Linked DNA regions of Drosophila melanogaster: region 1 is linked to region 2. A link is a contact called in public ChIA-PET data. All regions are on one chromosome and are shown on one strand. The core of a region is the stretch at or near the end of the contact, and the rest is flanking DNA. Distances in the headings are between cores, read along the strand shown. Region 1 overlaps eIF5B (eukaryotic translation initiation factor 5B). Region 2 holds the start of Ids (Iduronate 2-sulfatase).

Region 1 (5,145 bases), core at 1,790-4,289, 56 kb after region 2:
ATGTCACCCGCTGATAAGGGACCAAAATGAATCGAAAATTAAGTTAGCTATCGATTTTGGTTTTCAGCCACTCCCGCTCCCACTCCCCACTCCGCCACCACCCTCTCTCTCTCATCAAGGGCGCTTGACGTCAGAGCTGGTAAGTAATTGTTAATCAAATGATTGAACGAAAGGAAGTTGCAAAGACCTCTCAACGCCACTTAAGCCAGTTAAGTCATCGATCCGAGGCGTTCGTTGCTGTTGTAGCCATTTAACACTTAACACACAACTTGGCCATGTAATTTGATAAGCCAGCTGGCCAAAGTGGAAGTGACCAAGGTGAGGAGCTCCGAAGGTCTGAAGGTCCGAAGGTTTGAAGGTGTAAGGTGGAGAAGCGGTGAAGGCGAAGTGGGCCTGCACCTGGCCATCGGACAAACGGACCATCCACCCAATCCAGGTGCAATTGACAACTTTGGCACTTCCCCGTTGCGATTGCTCGATTGCCGCTGCCGTTGAACTCAAGTGATTTGCACTCGAAATCGCACTGAATAATGGCATCCGGCATTCGCTCAATTACGGCGCATTGATAATGGAAGTCCTAAAGCTTTCGCGAAATTAATTGAGTAAAATGCAATATTATTCTAGCAATCCATGCGTAATTCAAATCATTTAATTAAGTTGAAAGGTTTGATTCTGCGAATAACTACGTTGCAAATTTACGGTTTAAATATGTTTAATCGAAACTGCGTACAAAAGAACCGAGTAAAAACACAAAAAAAGTGATATAGCTGAGTTTATAATTGCACCACTTCAGATATCTAATCCATTCATAAACACATGCCCACCAAAACGATGATAGTGCGGTTCCTCACTTCCCGACAATAATGCACTCGACTCGAGCCTATCTCGAGTTTTAAGTTGATTCTTCCGCTCCCGAATTCTAATGAATTTATTCTACCGCCCATTGTTTTGAGTAACCTCAAGTGGAGGGTTCTTTAAAATCGATAGATGGACTTACCTTGCTAATCAGCATATCATCGGCCTCGAAGTGGCGACCAAACATTTTGGGCGATTCACCGGGAATCGGATCGATTTTCACGCAAATCTCTTGACCCTTGCGCGCGAATTCGATTTGCTTGTGATTCGATTCGATGGAAGTCACGATTCCAATGTCCACGAACTGCAATCAAACGAAAGAAAGAGAAGAATTGGTGGTCAGTGAAATTGTGAAAGTGATTTTAGCATACGTGGCCGACGGGGCGTATGTGTAATGTTGCGGCAAATTAGAAATAATCAGATGGCCGCAGTGAACTTTTATGGGGTGGGACTTCCGCATGTCGCCGTCTGAATCGCTGATAAGTTTCACCAGCTCGTTTAATATGCCAAAGCCGTAAAATAACTCCACGTTAAGCGCTAAATAAAAGGTTTGCCAAAAAAGTAGAATAGGCCGTGTGGGTGGGGAATCAAATGGCTGGTGGATGGGTGGGTCTTATCAGCGCATCTGGCGCAAGTTTCATATGCGGTGACCACTTCCTCAATTCCACTGATAAACTCGTGGGTGGGTACACTGTACACTGCAATGCCTATCTATGCTTTGCTTACATTTAATTATATATTAAAACTAACATAAATTTAAAACCCATTTTTGTTAAGTTTCGACTATTAAAGTGAAATTTCTATCAAATATTTTCACAGCTTAAACGAAGTCAAATTAAAGTCCCTTTTGGACCATTGATTTTCTCGCTGTGCATGGGCTCCTATCTCGATGGCCTAACAAAGTCATTGAACCAAATTGTAACATGTTTGTTGTCGTAACCCGTTTGCACTCGACAAAAACAAAACAGGAAACTGTTGCCAACGTCGCGTTTCCTGTGGGCGCCCCAATGGCGTCGACGTCGCTGCCCTCGTTCGTATTTCATTCAAACCAAATAAATTATTGAAATTCTTTTTTTTTTTTGCTTTTCATGTTGTTGTTGTTGTTGTGCTGGCCTGTTGCTATCGGTGCAAATAGCTACATAGCACATTTACACACCCCCTAGAAGGAGAAAGACGGGCGAGGGGATGTGTGAGGGGAGAGGGAGCATTTGTCACCATTTCCTGTCGTTGATTACTCATACGCCCCGTTCCACGTCTTCCGTTGCGGCGTCTTCGCGTTTTCGCGCTCTCTTCGAAATTTTCATTAAATGTGTTAATTTATTTCCATTTCCACACAATTTTTTCTTTCAACATTGCGCTACTGCGGTGCGAGCCGGCAATTTTCGTCTTTTATGAGAGCAACGAAATCATCCCAGTGGGGGATATTTATGATAGATATGGTATGTATATACTTATATGTATATATGTTGCAAAGGAATATGGCGAAAAAAAAAAACAACCCGGCCCATACCAAACTCGCACCAAATGATGAGAGGAGAAATTGATGGGCCTGTTGATGCAAGTGGCAAAAAAGGAAATCGTCTTCCAGGGAGATAAATCGGTTTAGATTAAAAGTTCTATTCGGGTAATATTATTGGGACGTCTATACTTGTTTTTGTCTTTGCATAATGTTTACAAAATTCTTTAAATTTAAAACAATTTTTATAGGAATCCTTTTTTACACAAAATTATAAAAAGAAAAAAAAAGTTCTTGTGAACATCCAATTTAATAATTTAATAGATTTCTAGCCCTATCAAGTCATTTAATTTCCAACTGTAAGCACAATTTAAAACGACCAAAATAGTGTGATATACTTTCTGATTTCGATGCCAAAGAAAGCGAATTCTTTATTGGGCATTAAGAAAAAATTCGATGACGATGCGGCCGTCTCGTCTCGCCGAAAAACCCCAAACAAGTTGACTACGAAAACAACATTTTACATTCCTCTTTTTTTTCCCCCGGTTCGATTTTGTATATTTTTTGTACAACTTTTTCTGGCTGGCAGATCGCTTGGCTGTGTGTGTGTGTGTGTGTGAGTGTATCGGCGTTTATCTAAAAATATGATTTATATATTTCGTGCAGACCGGATGTCGTCTATTTTCGAAAAAAGCGCTGCTTGTATGAATGAACGAAAACAACAAATCGAAAGCGAACAAAACGAGATTCAAAAAGCATTTGGCTTTTTGTAAAATGTTTGATGGAGAGCGGCGACCAGAAGAGGGACAAACACATAGATTGTGTGCTATCTTTATTCTTTTTTTTTTGTTTTTTTTTGGGCAGCGCAAACATTTTAGTGACACAATTCTCTGATTTCTTTGCAGCTTGTTTATGCTGTTGTCAGCAGGAAACACTAAATTAGTTGACCGTAGAGAGAATTACCCCATATATATACCGCATAATATATACATGTGCACACATTTTATATGTGTCAAAGACGAAAATTCGCAACATCCGTCGCGCGGGGGACTCGAAAAAGCAAATCTTTCAGGGCCTTTGAGTCTGCGCAGCTGCAACTTCGAGTGGCCTCGAAAAATACAAAATATAAAACGGTAGCCACATCAATTCTTCCAATCTCGGCTGCCGGTCTTGGATTCTCCTCAACCAAATCTTCAGCCCCTCGGGGCTGACGATCTACGCTTTTCAAATGGATCGAGAAGTCTGGGGCCCCACGAACTTGCCTACGTCATGTTTTTCGAGGGAGAAAGAAGAACTTGTCGCTGATTCGAGTTTGGGCCGCAGCAAGCTCCCAGATTTGAGGAAGCATTTATATAGTCATCATCGCCGTGATCGCTATGAACATGATCACGATCCATCCGTCCACGGACCACCAGATAACCCCACTCATCTAGCTGCCCACAACTTTCGGAAGGTAGAGATGGAAGTGGAGGAAAACAACCTGAGGAGATCTTGGTAGCGGAATAACTAAGGAGGGGGGCATTGGAAGAGTAGGTGTGCGGCATCAGGGCTGCAGTGTAGAAAAGAAGTTTTAAAATATATTTTATATGGTTTCTATGTGGCTGAACAAATGCTGTGTTGATAAACGTTTTCCAAAGCAAACTGTGAGGTTTAAAAAAGTTTACTAATATACTACTACATATTTTTTTTAACATTCTGGTATTACCCAACCCTAACGCTTTCCAACCTTTCCACCCAGCTAGCCAAAACTGCCAGTTGTTTGGACCTGAGCTCAGCTCGAGTCATGCAACGCCAAGCGACATGGCTTTCAACGGCAATAACAATGCCAACAACACCTACCAAATGAGCCAAGACAGACCCCTTTGAGCAGAAGTCTAGTCATGCTCATTAGCATCTCGAATCTCCATCTCCATCTCCATTGCTGCAGTGCAGCAACGCCCACAATCCAGACTCGCGGCTCGTAGGAGGCCGAAAAGAAAATCTTTCACTGACAGGAAGTTGGTGGGCAAGCTCATCATCGCCATCATCGTCATTGCCATCGAAATTCAAGTGAGTCCCAGGTGGGTGTCTGTGTGCTGTTGCCAAGGTGTTAAAGAGCGGCAGCAAGCTCCACTGATTAGAAATGATTAGCGGACACAGTTGTTATTAATTTCGTAGTTTGTGCCACTCGAAAAGCGAAAATTAAAGCCCATTGATTATTGTTTAATTTGTTTGGGTTAACGTTGTGTTATCGGACATCGGAAATACTTGATAGATACCCGCCAGCTGCTCGGCATATGGCCATTAATCAGGCGTGTCAATAAAGTGGGGCCAAGTATCCTAGCCAGGCCCATATGCATATTAGCCCGAGTGCAAAACAATCAATTATGCGTCCAGGTGAATGAAACTGAAGCGAATGAGTTTATGGAACCACTCGATTGAACATCGATAAGAATCGAACAATGAATATATAAAAATAACGAAAAACGATAAGAAAGCCGAAAATGCAAGTCTAATTGAACTCTGTTCGGGAGGAAGTGAATGCGAGTTGTTGACTAGCCAGGTGAGCTATCAGCCAAAATCGTATCAAGTTCAATGCCTGAGTTAATAACTATTATTAGGTTCTTTCCCCGATTGTTAGCCTAGGAGTCTTCAAACTTCTGGCGTCTCACAATGCGGCCATAAAATATAATTTCTTTGACGGTTTTCCCCTGGCCAAATAAAAAAAAAGCTTCAAGTAGATTACCCTGTTTGCGCGGAAGTTAGCTATTTCACCATCTGCTTGAAATTGTGTAAACAAATATTACATTTATTACGATTTCTAAAGAGCATTTTTATGCAAAAGAATCGTTAGG
Region 2 (5,163 bases), core at 144-2,643:
GCCACAATGGCAGATACCCGTAAAGACGCCGCGCCGCCGAGCTACGAAGAAGTCATGAACAGTCCCTCGCAGGGTAAGTAATAGGCTCACTAAAGGCATCCAATTCAATGCACATCTTTTTTAGATTCCCGGCTGATAGTGGGCGTGCATCAGGGAGCACCTAGTGCTCCGCCACCAAACATGCACATGCCAACCTACGGAGCTTTCGAGACGACGCCGGTCAGCGTGGTGATTCAGCCTGCTCCGGTCGCTATGCCCACCGAGATCATCGTGATTGGAGGATGCCCTGCATGTCGGATTGGATACCTGGAGGACACCTTCTCCGCCTGCGGACTGTGCTGCGCAATCTTCTTCTTCCCGCTGGGAATTCTCTGTTGCTTGGCCATGCGTGAGAAGCGCTGTTCCAACTGCGGAACGGTTTTCTAGAGGGGATTACCCAGAAATTATCCATAAAGAAACGCTAAAAGTTGATCCCTATTAGGCTTTCGCGGTGGGTGACTATCACAAAGCACCAATATTTTTGTTATTGTTAATCGTTAGCTCGCAAATCATTATATACTATGTGTAAATATTATTCATGCCAGCCTGCGGAATGCCCCCGATTCCATTCCAGTCCCTGTCCGGAGAATGGTCATGTACAGTGAAATATGCTAAACTCGAATTCAAATCAGTAAGCCCAGTTATGAAAAAAATGCTAAAAAAAATCAGTTGAACATGTTTTCCAATTGAATAGTGATTTGGCTTTTTACAAGGATTTTAAGTAACATAAGTTTTAAACTGCAAACAAAAGAAAAAATATTTATATATTTAAATAAAAGGTTTACAACATGTTTATTATATCTTAGAGTAATGGTACGCAGATATAATGACTTGGACGGTTTTAGATATGAACTAGGTTGTACAAAACTTCATTAGTTCTTGATTTGTGAATAATTTGACCCACTGTTGCATTTCGTGATTATAGAACTTTTACTGTACTTGTAAAATGTGCACTGTAAGCGTCGACGAGGCGCGCTTCCGTTAAATTCAATTGAAATATAATGGAGGGCGGTTTTGAATTGCGCCGCCCGTCCGATTTCTCTTCTCCATGCTCTTTGGACTTTACCGCGCAAAACAGTAAACAAGTGAAGTGTTTTAAATGAATTTGGGAATGACATAAATATACCCTTCAAATGCATCAGGAGATTAAAAGAAAAACCCTTCAAAACGCCATATTTTAGATATTTGAATTTTTGAATATATATAGATTACTTGATTTTCAAAATTTTTATAAAACCAAATGTATGAGCCGCTGATATACCCCCTTATCAGATTTCATGGGCACAGGGTAGCACAACAAATTCGCCGGCATCCACATCCGCCGTGTCGGCATCTTCGAGTCAACAGTTGTGAGCTTCCTTCGCCGTAGACATGATCACTGCTCGTCTCCTGCTCTCGCTGATGATGCCAGTGCTGCTGGACGCAGCTGCTCCGCCACGACGGCCGAATGTGGTGATGGTGATCTTTGATGATCTGCGTCCAGTTATTGGAGCTTATGGCGATACGCTGGCCAGCACGCCGTATTTGGATAACTTTGCTAGAGGAAGTCACATCTTTACAAGAGTTTACAGCCAGGTGGGCAGCCTGTGATCATTGATGTGCGGACCTAATAAAACACATATATATTGAATCTTTAGCAATCCCTGTGTGCACCCAGCCGGAATTCGCTGCTCACGGGTCGAAGACCGGATACTCTGCATCTGTACGATTTCTACAGTTACTGGCGCACTTTCACCGGAAATTTCACCACTTTGCCGCAGTACTTCAAGGAGCACGGATATTACACCTATAGCTGTGGAAAGGTCTTCCATCCTGGCCTCTCATCCAACAACACGGATGACTATCCCCTTAGTTGGTCGGCTCCAGCATTTCGTCCCCGAACCGAGCAGTTTATGAACTCGCCAGTGTGTCCCGATAAGGAGGGCATTCTGCGGAAGAATCTCATCTGTCCAGTGGAGCTACAAACTCAGCCGTACAAAACGCTGCCGGACATCGAGTCCGTGGCGGAGGCATTGCGCTTTGTGGGCTCACGGAGCAGGCACAGCCAGGAACCATTTTTTCTGGCCATGGGCTTCCACAAGCCGCACATTAATTTCCGGTTCCCACGGCAATTCCTTTCGAGATTCAACCTTTCCCAGTTTTACAATTACACGGAGGATAGCCTGAAGCCGCCGGATATGCCGGCAGTGGCCTGGAATCCTTACACAGATGTGCGGGCCAGGGATGACTTCAAGCACTCCAACATATCCTTTCCCTACGGACCGATATCCCCACTCCAGGCTGCTCAGATACGACAGAGCTACTACGCCTCGGTGTCCTATGTGGATGATCTGTTTGGCAAGTTGATTGGGGGATTGGATCTGGATGAGACGGTGGTGGTCGCTCTGGGGGATCATGGCTGGTCTCTGGGTGAGCACGCCGAGTGGGCCAAGTACAGCAACTTCGAGGTGGCGCTCAGGGTTCCACTGATCATAAGAAGTCCACAGTTCCCTGTCGCCCAAACGAAGTACTATCACGGGATCACAGAACTCCTTGATGTTTTCCCCACTTTGGTGGATCTGGCAGGATTACCCAAATTGGACAAATGCCAGAGCTCTCAGGAGTTGACCTGTGGCGAGGGAAAAAGTCTTTACCATCAGCTGATGGGATTGGGAAGGGGTAAGTTGCTTTGTATGTGATATATAATGTATTTAATGCAATCACTTCCAGCGGATGAGCACGTGGCTCTCAGTCAGTACCCAAGACCAGGAATGCTGCCCACAAAGCACCCGAACAGCGACAAGCCGAAGTTAAGGAATATAAAAATCATGGGCTATAGTCTCAGAACCGATATATATAGGTATACCATGTGGGTGAGGTTCCATGCGCAAAACTTTAGCAGAGGTAAGAGAATATCAATAGATTCAATTAATAACCATATTAATTATATATTAAATATAACTCCCTTCAGATTGGCACGATGTGTATGGCGAGGAGTTGTACGACCACCGCCTGGATTCGGGCGAGGAATTGAACCTGATGCCCCTGCCGCAGTTCGATGATGTGCGTCAGCGCCTTCGCCGGCGATTGATGGAGATGGTGGGCAGCTAGTGGAGATCGGCTGTCCCTTCCCCTTCGAATCCCTCTGATTTTGAATGAATTCATAAGCAATAAAGGCAGCGCGACAAACGATCTCGAGACGGCGAAATATCTTGTCGCCATAATTGGAATTTAATACTTCCGGTTGGGCAACAACGTTTGCAAGCCGCGAGACGCCCAGACATGCTGCATATTTTTCGCTGTAATTTCTGCGATGCCCCCGCCTTGGGGACCGCCTCACCCCCAAATCCCCCCGAGCCGCCCAACCAATCTATATATGCACAATATACAATCCGATCCACTGCGAGCCGCGCATGCGTGACTGGTGTCCATTGCCTTTTTGGCTTCGTTTTTGTGGATTTTTGTGAATGAAATGAATGAAATTTCATTCAACGTTGGCGGCGCGCGTCTCGCTGCGTTGGCGTCGGCAGCGCCGTCGACGCCCAAATCGGGAGAGGATGGGGAGAGGAGAGGGGGCTACGTTGGCGACTCTTTTTCGAGCTTTCATTTTCTCTTCGGTTTGTTGCCATGCCAGTGAAAAGCAGAGCACAGAAAGAAATTCTCTTGCAAACTATTTACTGTCTTTACCAAATTTACAGATACATCTACAGGTACAGATGAAAGGCTTGCTGAGATAGATAGCATGGTAAGATACTTCTTGTTATATGCACTTTTTAAAAAGCGCCTAGAAGCAGGCAAGAAATAATTGCATTCTTGTTACTTGTTAAAAAGACAGAAATAGCACATCGTAACCACTGGTTTTTTCCTGTGTATTTCCCAGTCTGGTAATTAAATCTGCAGCCCGCTGCTTGATCAATGTGATTCCCCCCCGGGTCCCCCCGGGGACCAGCCCCCCAGCCCCCCAGCCCCCGCCTTCGGCCCACTCTTTCTCTACGTGCTCTCTAATGTGCATATTTGGTGTGGGCTGCGTTTTGGGTTCGCCATGTGGGCTGTCTCCTCCGGAGGTGATTAAACTGCATTTTGGCAGCACTTTCAACCACACACTTTTCGAAAAATATGTGCCCCAAGAGGGCGTGGCCATTTCAACTTTATGATTTTTGTCATATTTCTCGAGACTTTGTGGCTTTTACAATTCCATTCACTAATTTCGCTTGATAGTCGTGCATTTTTTGCGAGCAAAGCTATAGTTTATTGGGTATGAATTTTGTTATAGCTGACTTTTGATTAAGAGCAATAAACCATAAACGGCTAAATGGCTAATATCGCTTTTTATTAAGGTAATTTGATTATTTAAATAGATGTGGATGTACGGATACTATATTTGCATGCAGATGAATGGGTGCAAAGTTGGTAATAGAACTATTTAAGGTGTGTTTACCCCCCCGACTGGCTATCCCCACCACATCCACTTTTTGTAAATTATTTACCACATCCACCTAGCATAACTTATTTTTACATTGCCATTTCCGTTGTGGGCTTTCCTCTCATTCATTTTCTTTACCGTTGCTTTGTTGACAGCCTTTTTCTTTAATTCGCGCTAGTGTTCCTCCTCCTCCTCCCCCTCGAAATGGGTGGGTCCAGCCTCCTTTCGACCCCACCCCACTTCCCTTTTCCACAATTTGGCCATGCATAATGCAGTCGAAGGGGCGGCAAATCGGGGGGAGGGGCCCAGCAGTTGCATAGAGCCATATTGCCAGCCATATAGCTCGTGTGGGGCCTTTGGCTTGGAGTGTCTGTTTCGGTTTTGAGTTTTGCGGCTAACCGCAGCACAGTCGCATAGCGCGTGTGTTATAATAATCTATGGCACTTTAGAGGTTTAACCGATGGCCGGATAGATACAGATACATCTGCACATACAGATGAAGATAGAGATAGAGATGGAGCTGGAAACAGACATACAGTTCCAGATAGGCTGGCTTAGATGGATAGCATGGCCAGATACCCAGATACTCGGATACTTCGATACCGGCTGGGGAGCTGTGGTAAATGTGGCAGACACTCGGGCGGGCTGGCTCTAAACTGTATTATATATCTATGGCCATAAAGCCCACGAGAGCTGATTTCGACTGGCCCATACACAAGGAG

Evidence for each region. ChIA-PET counts read pairs in DNA pulled down with a chosen protein or histone mark.
Region 1: an RNA polymerase II ChIA-PET map of the S2 cell line shows a contact between it and region 2, with 3 times the contacts expected there. The contact joins the enhancer-like site here to the promoter of Ids in region 2. A contact is called at or near these places in 39 of 107 Hi-C or Micro-C datasets (the Clone 8 cell line, the D17-c3 cell line, the Kc167 cell line and 15 more) and 4 of 6 datasets of contacts at active chromatin or transcription factors (the Kc167 cell line and the S2 cell line).

The regions. Positions count from the first base shown.
Region 1 is chr3L:3,431,207-3,436,351 of dm6, forward strand. eIF5B (eukaryotic translation initiation factor 5B) reads right to left here. Exons shown (of 10, transcript NM_001259673.2): 9 at 998-1,159. Among named protein-coding and RNA genes, the nearest start is that of sty, 8.8 kb to the left of the region's middle. Within about 2 kb of position 3,040, at least 14 of the 39 cell types and tissues checked have an H3K27ac peak or open chromatin away from gene starts, as enhancers often do. A contact at or near this core is called in the D17-c3 cell line, the Kc167 cell line, the OSC cell line and 1 more, where this site is marked.
Region 2 is chr3L:3,376,875-3,382,037 of dm6, forward strand. Ids (Iduronate 2-sulfatase) reads left to right here and starts at 1,394. Exons shown (of 4, transcript NM_139557.2): 1 at 1,394-1,614; 2 at 1,677-2,697; 3 at 2,749-2,922; 4 at 2,990-3,209. The coding sequence starts at 1,411. The coding sequence ends at 3,129. CG12012 reads left to right here. Exons shown (of 2, transcript NM_001300000.1): 1 at 1-73; 2 at 125-1,118. The coding sequence starts at 7. The coding sequence ends at 426.